Regions from separate parts of the Mus musculus genome. Here all the other regions are linked to region 3. Evidence: chromatin contacts called from public Hi-C and capture Hi-C data. All regions are on one chromosome and are shown on one strand. Each heading gives the region's core, a stretch centred on a gene start, on an enhancer-like site or on the middle of the called end of the contact. The rest is flanking DNA. Distances are from core to core; before and after follow the strand shown.

What was found. A called contact is a pair of places that touch in the nucleus more often than the background predicts. Capture Hi-C pulls out chosen DNA fragments and counts their contacts.
Region 1: a contact with region 3 is called in a Hi-C map of cerebellum, with 2.7 times the contacts expected there. The contact joins two enhancer-like sites. A contact is called at or near these places in 4 of 484 Hi-C or Micro-C datasets (ECoMG myeloid progenitors, cerebellum, cerebral cortex and 1 more) and 1 of 115 datasets of contacts at active chromatin or transcription factors (bone marrow-derived macrophages).
Region 2: a capture Hi-C map of bone marrow-derived macrophages shows a contact between it and region 3, with 8 times the contacts expected there. The contact joins two enhancer-like sites. A contact is called at or near these places in 5 of 484 Hi-C or Micro-C datasets (bone marrow-derived macrophages, cerebral cortex, embryonic stem cells and 1 more), 5 of 115 datasets of contacts at active chromatin or transcription factors (acute myeloid leukemia, bone marrow-derived macrophages, embryonic hindbrain and 2 more) and 1 of 9 other capture datasets (bone marrow-derived macrophages).

What each region holds. Positions count from the first base shown.
Region 1 is chr14:64,157,225-64,159,924 of GRCm38.p6, forward strand. The region is part of intron 5 of Msra (methionine sulfoxide reductase A); the gene reads right to left. Among named protein-coding and RNA genes, the nearest start is that of Gm52129, 41 kb to the right of the region's middle. Within about 2 kb of position 1,262, at least 10 of the 459 cell types and tissues checked have an H3K27ac peak or open chromatin away from gene starts, as enhancers often do. A contact at or near this core is called in cerebellum, where this site is marked.
Region 2 is chr14:64,184,675-64,187,374 of GRCm38.p6, forward strand. The region is part of intron 5 of Msra (methionine sulfoxide reductase A); the gene reads right to left. Among named protein-coding and RNA genes, the nearest start is that of Gm52129, 13 kb to the right of the region's middle. Within about 2 kb of position 1,402, at least 74 of the 459 cell types and tissues checked have an H3K27ac peak or open chromatin away from gene starts, as enhancers often do. A contact at or near this core is called in acute myeloid leukemia, bone marrow-derived macrophages and granulocyte-monocyte progenitors, where this site is marked.
Region 3 is chr14:64,322,368-64,325,067 of GRCm38.p6, forward strand. All of the region lies in intron 1 of Msra (methionine sulfoxide reductase A), which reads right to left. Among named protein-coding and RNA genes, the nearest start is that of Gm52131, 10 kb to the left of the region's middle. Within about 2 kb of position 1,389, at least 84 of the 459 cell types and tissues checked have an H3K27ac peak or open chromatin away from gene starts, as enhancers often do. A contact at or near this core is called in acute myeloid leukemia, bone marrow-derived macrophages, cerebellum and 1 more, where this site is marked.

The DNA.
Region 1 (2,700 bases), core at 12-2,511, 170 kb before region 3:
CCAAGATGAAAGGCTACTATCTAACTAGATCCTACTTTCCCAGTAGTAATCTGTTCATGCTTGCTGACTGAAACCATGCCGACATACCTCTGATCCTCTAGGATCCCAAGAAGGCCAGTGCCTACGATAGGTAGGGAGCAGATAGACCCAGGGTAACTGAGTCTTCAGGACAGTCAGAGCACTCTAGGGATCCTTGCCATGGTCCCCAGATCTCAAAGGAAATCATCTCTTCTGCTTCTAGTCTGCTTGTGTGTGTTGCTGGCTATCACAGTCTACAACATTAAGAGTCAGGTAGGTGAGGTGCATCACCATGTCATTCAATCTGGCAACTCTAGAAGAATGAGTGCTTCCATTCTTATGAGCCCAGCCTCCAGGGGGACAGATAAGCTGAACTACTGCTACAGGGTGACATAGAGTTGGCTTCTCCTAACCCTCTTTTCTTGTCATGGTTTGAAAAAAAAATTAAACACATACACATACACACACACACCAACATAGTCTTAAAAGGAGAAGGCAACTAAATGTAAATAGCCTGATAGCCTCATGCAATTAGCATTTCTCATAAGCAAGCCCCCTGGGATATCCTTTTGGGATGTTTCCAAACAGAATTGTCAAGGTGCTCCCAAAAAGGAGGCAAAATGGGGAGCTGTCCTGAGCAGCAACCCTGCCCCAGGCTAGCCATCTTCCTAGGTGAGCCTTGAGAGTCTTCCAGGAAGAAGAAGCCCTTCCGACTGAGTCTAAAAGCACGGGGAAGAAGCATCCAGATGGGAAAGAGATGTTCCAGGCATAGGAATCATAGGAAACAGAACAGAGAAGCCAAAGAACATCACCGTAGGCCAGTGGGAACGTGGTCACTCAAGTCAGGCTGGCACGCTTTGGGGAATGGTTGGCAGTTAGTAGAAGATGGGGTCAAAGTCAAGCTCCGTGGTACTGGGTATGGGAGTGGAATTCTGCATCAGACCCTAGCATGTACAAGACCTTGGGCTTCATCCCTAACAAAAGCCCCAGCTACTGTTTTGTTTCTCTTTCCCTGGAGCTTGACATTGAATGTGACCATGTGCAGGTTAGCATTCTCTAATTAGTGTTCATAGCATACCCAGCCTCTCTTGTTTTCTGGGCAAGCCAATATCTCCCATATATCTTTCAGGTGTTTGAGCTGGGTTTGTGATCCATGAGTCAGATTACAAAGAACCCAGTTTGTCATGTAATGAAGATTGGACTTTGTCCTTTGGGCAATACAGAACAGCTCAGAGGTCACTGCAACGGACAGGGGTGACAAAGGCATGAAGATGACCCCCACAGGTCGCCCTAAAATCAGTGAGCCTAGGCCTATGACCTAACCAAGTCATTTAGAAAACAACAGCTTTGTTCTTTTGATGAGAGAATAAGTCTTGGTCTTGTGGAAACAAAGGGGCTACCACTAGGGGGCGTAGAGGTTAATCAATGAGCTTGGGGTGGGGAGGGGAGGTGCTAGGGTAGATGTAGGAGCAGAAGAGGAAGGAGGGGGCCTTCCTGCTGGGAGACCAGGAGGCTCAGGAAATGACCAGAAGGCAGGCCTGGCACTGAGGCAATCGGTTCCAGCCCTGGCTCCCCTTCTGCCCAGGCCACCTGTGAGTAAGATGAGAAGAGTTAAGGACCTGGATAAGAATGGCAGAGACTGGCCAGCTGACAAACAGCACAGGGGACCTAGGATCTGCTCCCTGGTGGCTTGCTATTTTAATCGTCCCCCTCATTAAGTAATCTTTTCCAGTGGCCTCCACAGCTTACAAGCAAGGTTGGACATGGGGTTGACAGGAGGTCATGTGCAATGCCCCAGAAGTTGACCTTGCTCTGGGCAGGCAGGTGACCTGTCCAATAGTGAAAAGTGACACATTGCCAAATGTGGCAGGGCAGGACGGTCAAGGATGTAAAGCAGGCCATGGTGGAGAGAGTGCTCTACAGTTGACAGGAGTGGAAAGTGACCAACGCCAAGGTTATGAGGCAACCTAGTGCAGAGTGGACATCACAAGGACATCGGTGTGAAGCGAAGCCCTCTGGGTAGGAAGCATTGTGTGTACAAGGGGACAGAGACAGGAAGAGGAGGCTGTGACAGGCGTGGGTTGTGAGGGTTTAAAAGGTGTCTCAGCCGCTGCAGCGTTGTCTGAATGCTAAGATGAGGTTAGCGTGTAAGCCAGACCCATGGAGTGGTGGGCAGAGTGAGCTGATGCAGTGGCTGTCACATTGGAGCAAGCCCCAGAACACATGCAGGGTGTGCAGAGTCACTACACACATGCTCCGGACCCACTCCAGGGTTTCTGAGTCAAGGGCAGGCAGCATCTGAGTGTTTAAAAAGTTCCCAGAGGGCACTGAGGCCATCAGGACCGCACCTGTAAGCTGAAGGAGAGGGGCTTTGCAGCCAGCAGGCTCTGTGACCTCAAGGGTCAAGCCTTCTTCAAGGTGCTCATGGTCAAGGTGACCAATGCAGCAAGGGGGCTGGGCATGAGATCCTCACTGGAAGCGCCTGCAGCTCTCAGGGGTGTTTAGGTCACTGCAGGCAGGTCAGGGGTAAGCCAGCCCTCCTGCTTTCCCGGGAGGGTGGTGACTGACCACAGGGCTATCCACAGGATGCTGCTTTGAGACAGCCGCTCACTTAACAACTCTTAATAGGCAACACCTCTCCTCTGTTGTCAAAGTAGGATCTTAAGGCATAGAGGCTGTTGA
Region 2 (2,700 bases), core at 152-2,651, 140 kb before region 3:
AGGGGCCTTTCCTGGAAGTATTTTAGAAATGCCAGCCCTGGCCCCACCCAAGACCTCAAGATCCCCAGAGGGCAGGTATGCAATAAGGCTGTGTGAGGTAACCCCTAACGGTCATGTTACTGTGGGAAGTGGTCTTGGAGTCCAGCACGCCAAGTATTCCTATAGGCTGCAAATGCCCTACAGGGAAGAGAGTTTAATCAGGTTTCTAACGAAGATGGAAGCATCAGCCTTTTGTGGATATCTTTCACAGTTTAAAAGAAAAAGATGAAAAAGAATCATATGTGTGCATATGCGAGTGTGTATGTGAATGTGAATGTGCACCTGAGTATTGCTGCTTTGGAGGACAGTGGCTTTAGACTCCCTGGAGCTGGAGATACAGGCAACTGTGAGCCACTCTATGTGGGTGCTGGGAACTGAACCCAGGTCCTCTGCAAGAGCAGCAAGAGCTCCTGACTATGGAGACATCTCTCTACTTCCCTTGTTTGTGTTTTACTGTGATCATCTACAAACAACAAAAAAGTTACTGTTAGCAGAAACACTATTACTATTACGGACACACTATCTTTTAGGAGAGATGAGCTCAGAGAGGGGAATCAGGCAGGATCTCATTTGGACTTGGGTGATTGGTCACACGAAGAGTAGGCTTCCAGACAAGGTCCAGGGTCTCAGAGCATATGGGGCATTTGATTCTCTTTAGAATGTTTAGCTGAACTGTTCTGTCAAGGAATTCTAGAGCAGATCCAAAGAATTACAGGAGACAATAGTTTTGTGCAGTGGTTTTAAAGACCTGCTTGGTTGGCATCAGGGCAGGGCAGTAAGATAACTTCTGATTACTGACCACGTGTAGCCTGGCTGACTGGCAAGTGACTTCGATGGTCCTGAGTGACCCTGTGACTGGCAAAGGAGAAGCTGGTGACTCTGGAGATGGAAGTAGGAGGTGGATCTAACTCAGAGAGGCAGCTATGCTGGGTCTGGAGTCATGTAACTCAGAAATGCACCCTACCAGCAGGTTCACAGGACACCAGAGCAGGAAGGGCTTTGCTCTGTCTACCCACCCAAGGATGTCACATCTGACCTTCAGAAGCCACAAGGACACTGAGAGGAGAGCAATACAGGCCCAGACTGACCTACCCAACCCTGTAACCTTGTTAGGACTTGAGGTGGGCTAACCCTAGTTGAGAAACAGTGGAAAGCAAAATGGTTTCCACAGAAGCATCTGTTGGTGAGGAAAGAGAATTGCAGAAGGATGTTTGTTTGAAAAGCATTAAAATTCAACCTTTGGAGAAGAAAGACCAAAGCCCTGAGACCACTTAAGGTTACTGGTTTGTGACTCATGACTTTGCATAAAAGGAGAAAGTGCCCCGAATGTCCTAGCAGGTTATGGGGAAATGAAACTGAGCAAGGCCTCCTGACTCAGGCTCAGCAACTTCCTTTAAAGTCAGAAGTTAGAGCAGCCCAAGGGAGACCTTGCCTTTACTGAGTTTCCTTGTCACTCTGGACTTTGTCTGTGACACTTGTGGGCCATCTGAGGATCCTGGGGACTCTGCCATTCTAGCATCCAAGAGTCTCTTACAGAGAACTCAAAGGTGACCTGTCCCATACATTAAGGACAAGCAGGTATTATGATATGAATATAAACTCTACTGTTGATAGTCCTGAGAGCAGAAATGTCCAACTGTGCTGAGTTATTAGGACAGAGGTTCCTGCCTGAGTTACTTGTCTTGTTTCTGAGACTAGATGCCCAGCAAAGACAAACTGAAAAAGGGAGGGCTATGTTAGCTCAAGTTCTAGAGGGGATACCACCATCATGGTGGGAAGGCCTGGCGGCAGAATGACGAAGCTGGTCATGTTCCCATCCACAGTCAGTAAGTGGAGAGAGAGGAATGCTGGTGTTCAGCTTGCTTCTTCCTTCTCTTCAGTTCTGGATCCCAGATCCTGGGATGGTGCTGTCCACACTCAGAGTGGGCTTTCCCACCTCAGTTGATCCATCCTCTCTAGAAAAAGACACGCTCCGAAGTTTTTCTCCTAGATGATTTTAAACTCTTTCTGGTTGACAATCAAGAGTACTGTATTCATGAGACCACCATGATTGAATCTGGGTAGCTTTATAGGGAAAGGAAAAGGGACACAGAGAGATATGCACACAATACACATCTACTCCTGCCGTGGGAGATGTACCTGGGGAGCCCTGTCAGAGCCTGTGCTGTGCTGTTTGGACTTCTGCCGCTATGGACAAAAGCAATGCCTCTTTTCATATATATGTGTGTGTGTGTGTGTGTGTGTGTGTGTGTGTGTGTGTGTATGTGTGTGTGTGTGCATGCACACATTTGCATGTGTGCACATGAAACATGTTGTGTGCAGGCGCATGTGTGGGGACCCATATGTATAGCATGCATGAAGAGGTCAAAGGACAGCCTCTGGGGTTGATACCTGGACACCTTCTGCCTTTTGTTTGAGATAGCATCTCTCACTGGCCTGGAACATTGCCATATAGACTAGGCTAGTTGGCCTGTGAATCCACCTCCCATCTTGTCCTCACTGGAATCAGAGGCATGTACCACCACATCTGGCTTTCACAGGAGTTCTCTAGATCTAAACTTAGATCCTTGAACTTGTAAGGCAAGTGCTTTACAGACAGAGGCACCCCTCCAGTCCACTTAATTTCTTTATTAAATACTTTGTTTCTGGTATTTTGCTATA
Region 3 (2,700 bases), core at 139-2,638:
CAAGCAAACTGGGAAGCTTATGGGTTGCTGGTTCTCTGCCAGGCTCTGTGCTTCATGTCAGTGACACAAGAGAAAGATGAAGTGTCTTCCCTGTCATCACCCTTCATCAGTTCGCGCAGCCATCCCCCTCCTCAGGACTGCTGGTCATATCCATGAGCCCCAGCTCTTGCACCAGGGCAGGCTGGTGCTCTTAAAGCTCCCTGCTCTGCTGCAGCCCCCAGGGCACCCGAGCTCCCGGGCTCACCACATCACCCCAAGAAATGCATTTCATCATCATCCCTTTCAGCTAGAGCATTTCATGTTGGGGATACTTTTAATAATCACCACACTGAAGCACTGCAGCTGACTTCTGCACTTGGGAGTGCACACGTTGTAGGATGGAAATTTCCTGACTTCATGAAATCTCTCCCCATTAACACAAGTAATTCCTAATGACTATCAAAATCAGATCGCCTTGGAGTAGGGGAGATAGTTTAGTTAGGAAAGCACCTGCCCTCCAAGCACAAGGCTCTGAGTTCAAATGGTCAGCATTTATATAAAGAAGCAAGCAAGCATGGTTGCACTCATCGGTAACACCAGTGCTGAGGAGGGGGGACAGGAAATCCTTGGAACACAATGGCCAGCCAGTCTAGTCAATCAGTGAATGGCAGGTTCTCTGACAGAGTCTGTCTCAAATGGCAATGTGGAAACCAATAGAAGAACATACCTATGTCATCATCTAGCCTCTACATGCACATGTGTGTGGCACATGTGCACACATGCTGCAAACTCACAGGCACCCACATATCCAATATTACATACATTGAAAAACAGATAATCTTGAGAGTATAAACTGCATTTAAAATTAAGCTACCTTATGGATTAAGATCTGTGTTTCAGCCAAAGGATTCAGTGAGATCCTTGTAAATGGAACAGTTGAAAATGCCAGCATACAGGAGTAAGTCAAGACCAGTCCCTTCCATACTAACATGTCTCAGTGTTTTATGACTTCTAAAGCACAATGTAGATTTTAATATGCATGGTAAACAGAAAAATCATACTTCTAATATTGTTTTGAAAAATATTTGTCTTCTAAGAGTGGTAGGGTCTGGGCTTTGCTGGTTCACATTGCTTTATGGCCCTGGTATATGGCTGATGCAAAGCTATTCACTTTCTCCCTGATAGTTGTTAGAGAGATCAGTTTGGGCATATTAAAATAACAGCTTCACAGCACAGTCGAGTCCTTGGAATGTAATTAAGGTGCATAGACCTCAGAGGCATCTTCTCCGCCAATCACCAGCCATATTATTTCCTGGGAGCCTAACCCAGCGCTTCCTGTGCACACTGAAGTCAGCTGCCACTAACGGTTGCACACAGCACTGTGCAGAGCAGGCAGTTCACAGTTCACTGACAGCCCAGAGCACTCTGCTGATCTTTTCTTTCTTCTCTGTGAACCTGTCAGCAGCCCAAGCAGGTAGCTACACTCTCGCTTGATGGCACATGGGTTGCATGGAGGTGGCACATGATGCTGTCAGCTGTCAGTCAGCAGCTGAGCAGGAGTGGCCGGGCGACTCCCCGCTCCCACCCCTTCCTCTCTGACAGTGATAAATGGTCAGCCTGGTACTCAGCTAAGCCAGAGGGGCCCAGTCTTCCCCATGCAATCTGTTCCGGCGGATAGCCCCTTCCCTACAGCGTCTCTGGCAGTATCAGGCAGCATTATACTTAGGTCTGGGCCGGAGAGGACCTCGTTGGCTCTGTGGCTGCTACTCTCCCATAGAAAAGGAATTTTGGCATGATTTTGTGCACAGACTATAGCGGTACAAACCTCATAGTAAACTCATCTGTGTTCATTCTCCTTTCACACAGGGAATAAAGCAGACACAACTAAAACAATGTGATTTTAAGAAAGACAAATTGTGGTGGTCTGAACTCAGTAGTGGCTTTGTACAGGATGGCCTCTGTTAAATGAAGAGGCACCGGGCTTCTGAAGTCATTGTCTGTTTCAGGAGATCATAAAGGAAGAAAAGACTCTAAGAATAAAGAGGTGGGACACTGGCAAGGTTCAGCACAGACTGGATCTGCAAGATAAGATACTGTTCCTTTGCTTATGGATAAGTATTAAATGCAGGGTTCATATAGAAAAAAGAGCATCAGCGGCATTCTGTTATAGAAAAAAAAAACAAAACAACCCTGTGAGATAAGAAGGCACCCTCATATGGAACAAGGGAGGGGAAGTATAGGAGAGTATGTATGACACACTGAGGTTTGCTTAAAAAACACACAACACACATGCACACGTGTGGGTGTACACACACACACACACACACACACGTATATGCACGCATGCATACACATGTACACGTGCAACAAACCATCCTATTAGTTTGGGGCTCTGTTCTTGGTGATATATTTCCTTTTTGGAAATACAAATACCAAACATTTCAACTGTTCACAGTTATCACCATGGTAAACACCATGTAGCCCTGGAGCCTGTTCCTAAGCTGAAAGCTGTTGAACTACTCGGGGCTCACAGACTGTACCCAGCCTTGTGACAAAGTCCCCAGATGACCCCCTTCTGAATCACAAAAGCAATTCTGCAAACAACTTTGAAACGGCAAGGGGTTGAGAACACCCTAAGAGACCTCAAGAAAAGAGGGGTGCTGTGTTTCCCCTTGAAAACTGTTGTGTGGCCTCCAGAGCATGTTTAAAAGAAGGAAATAT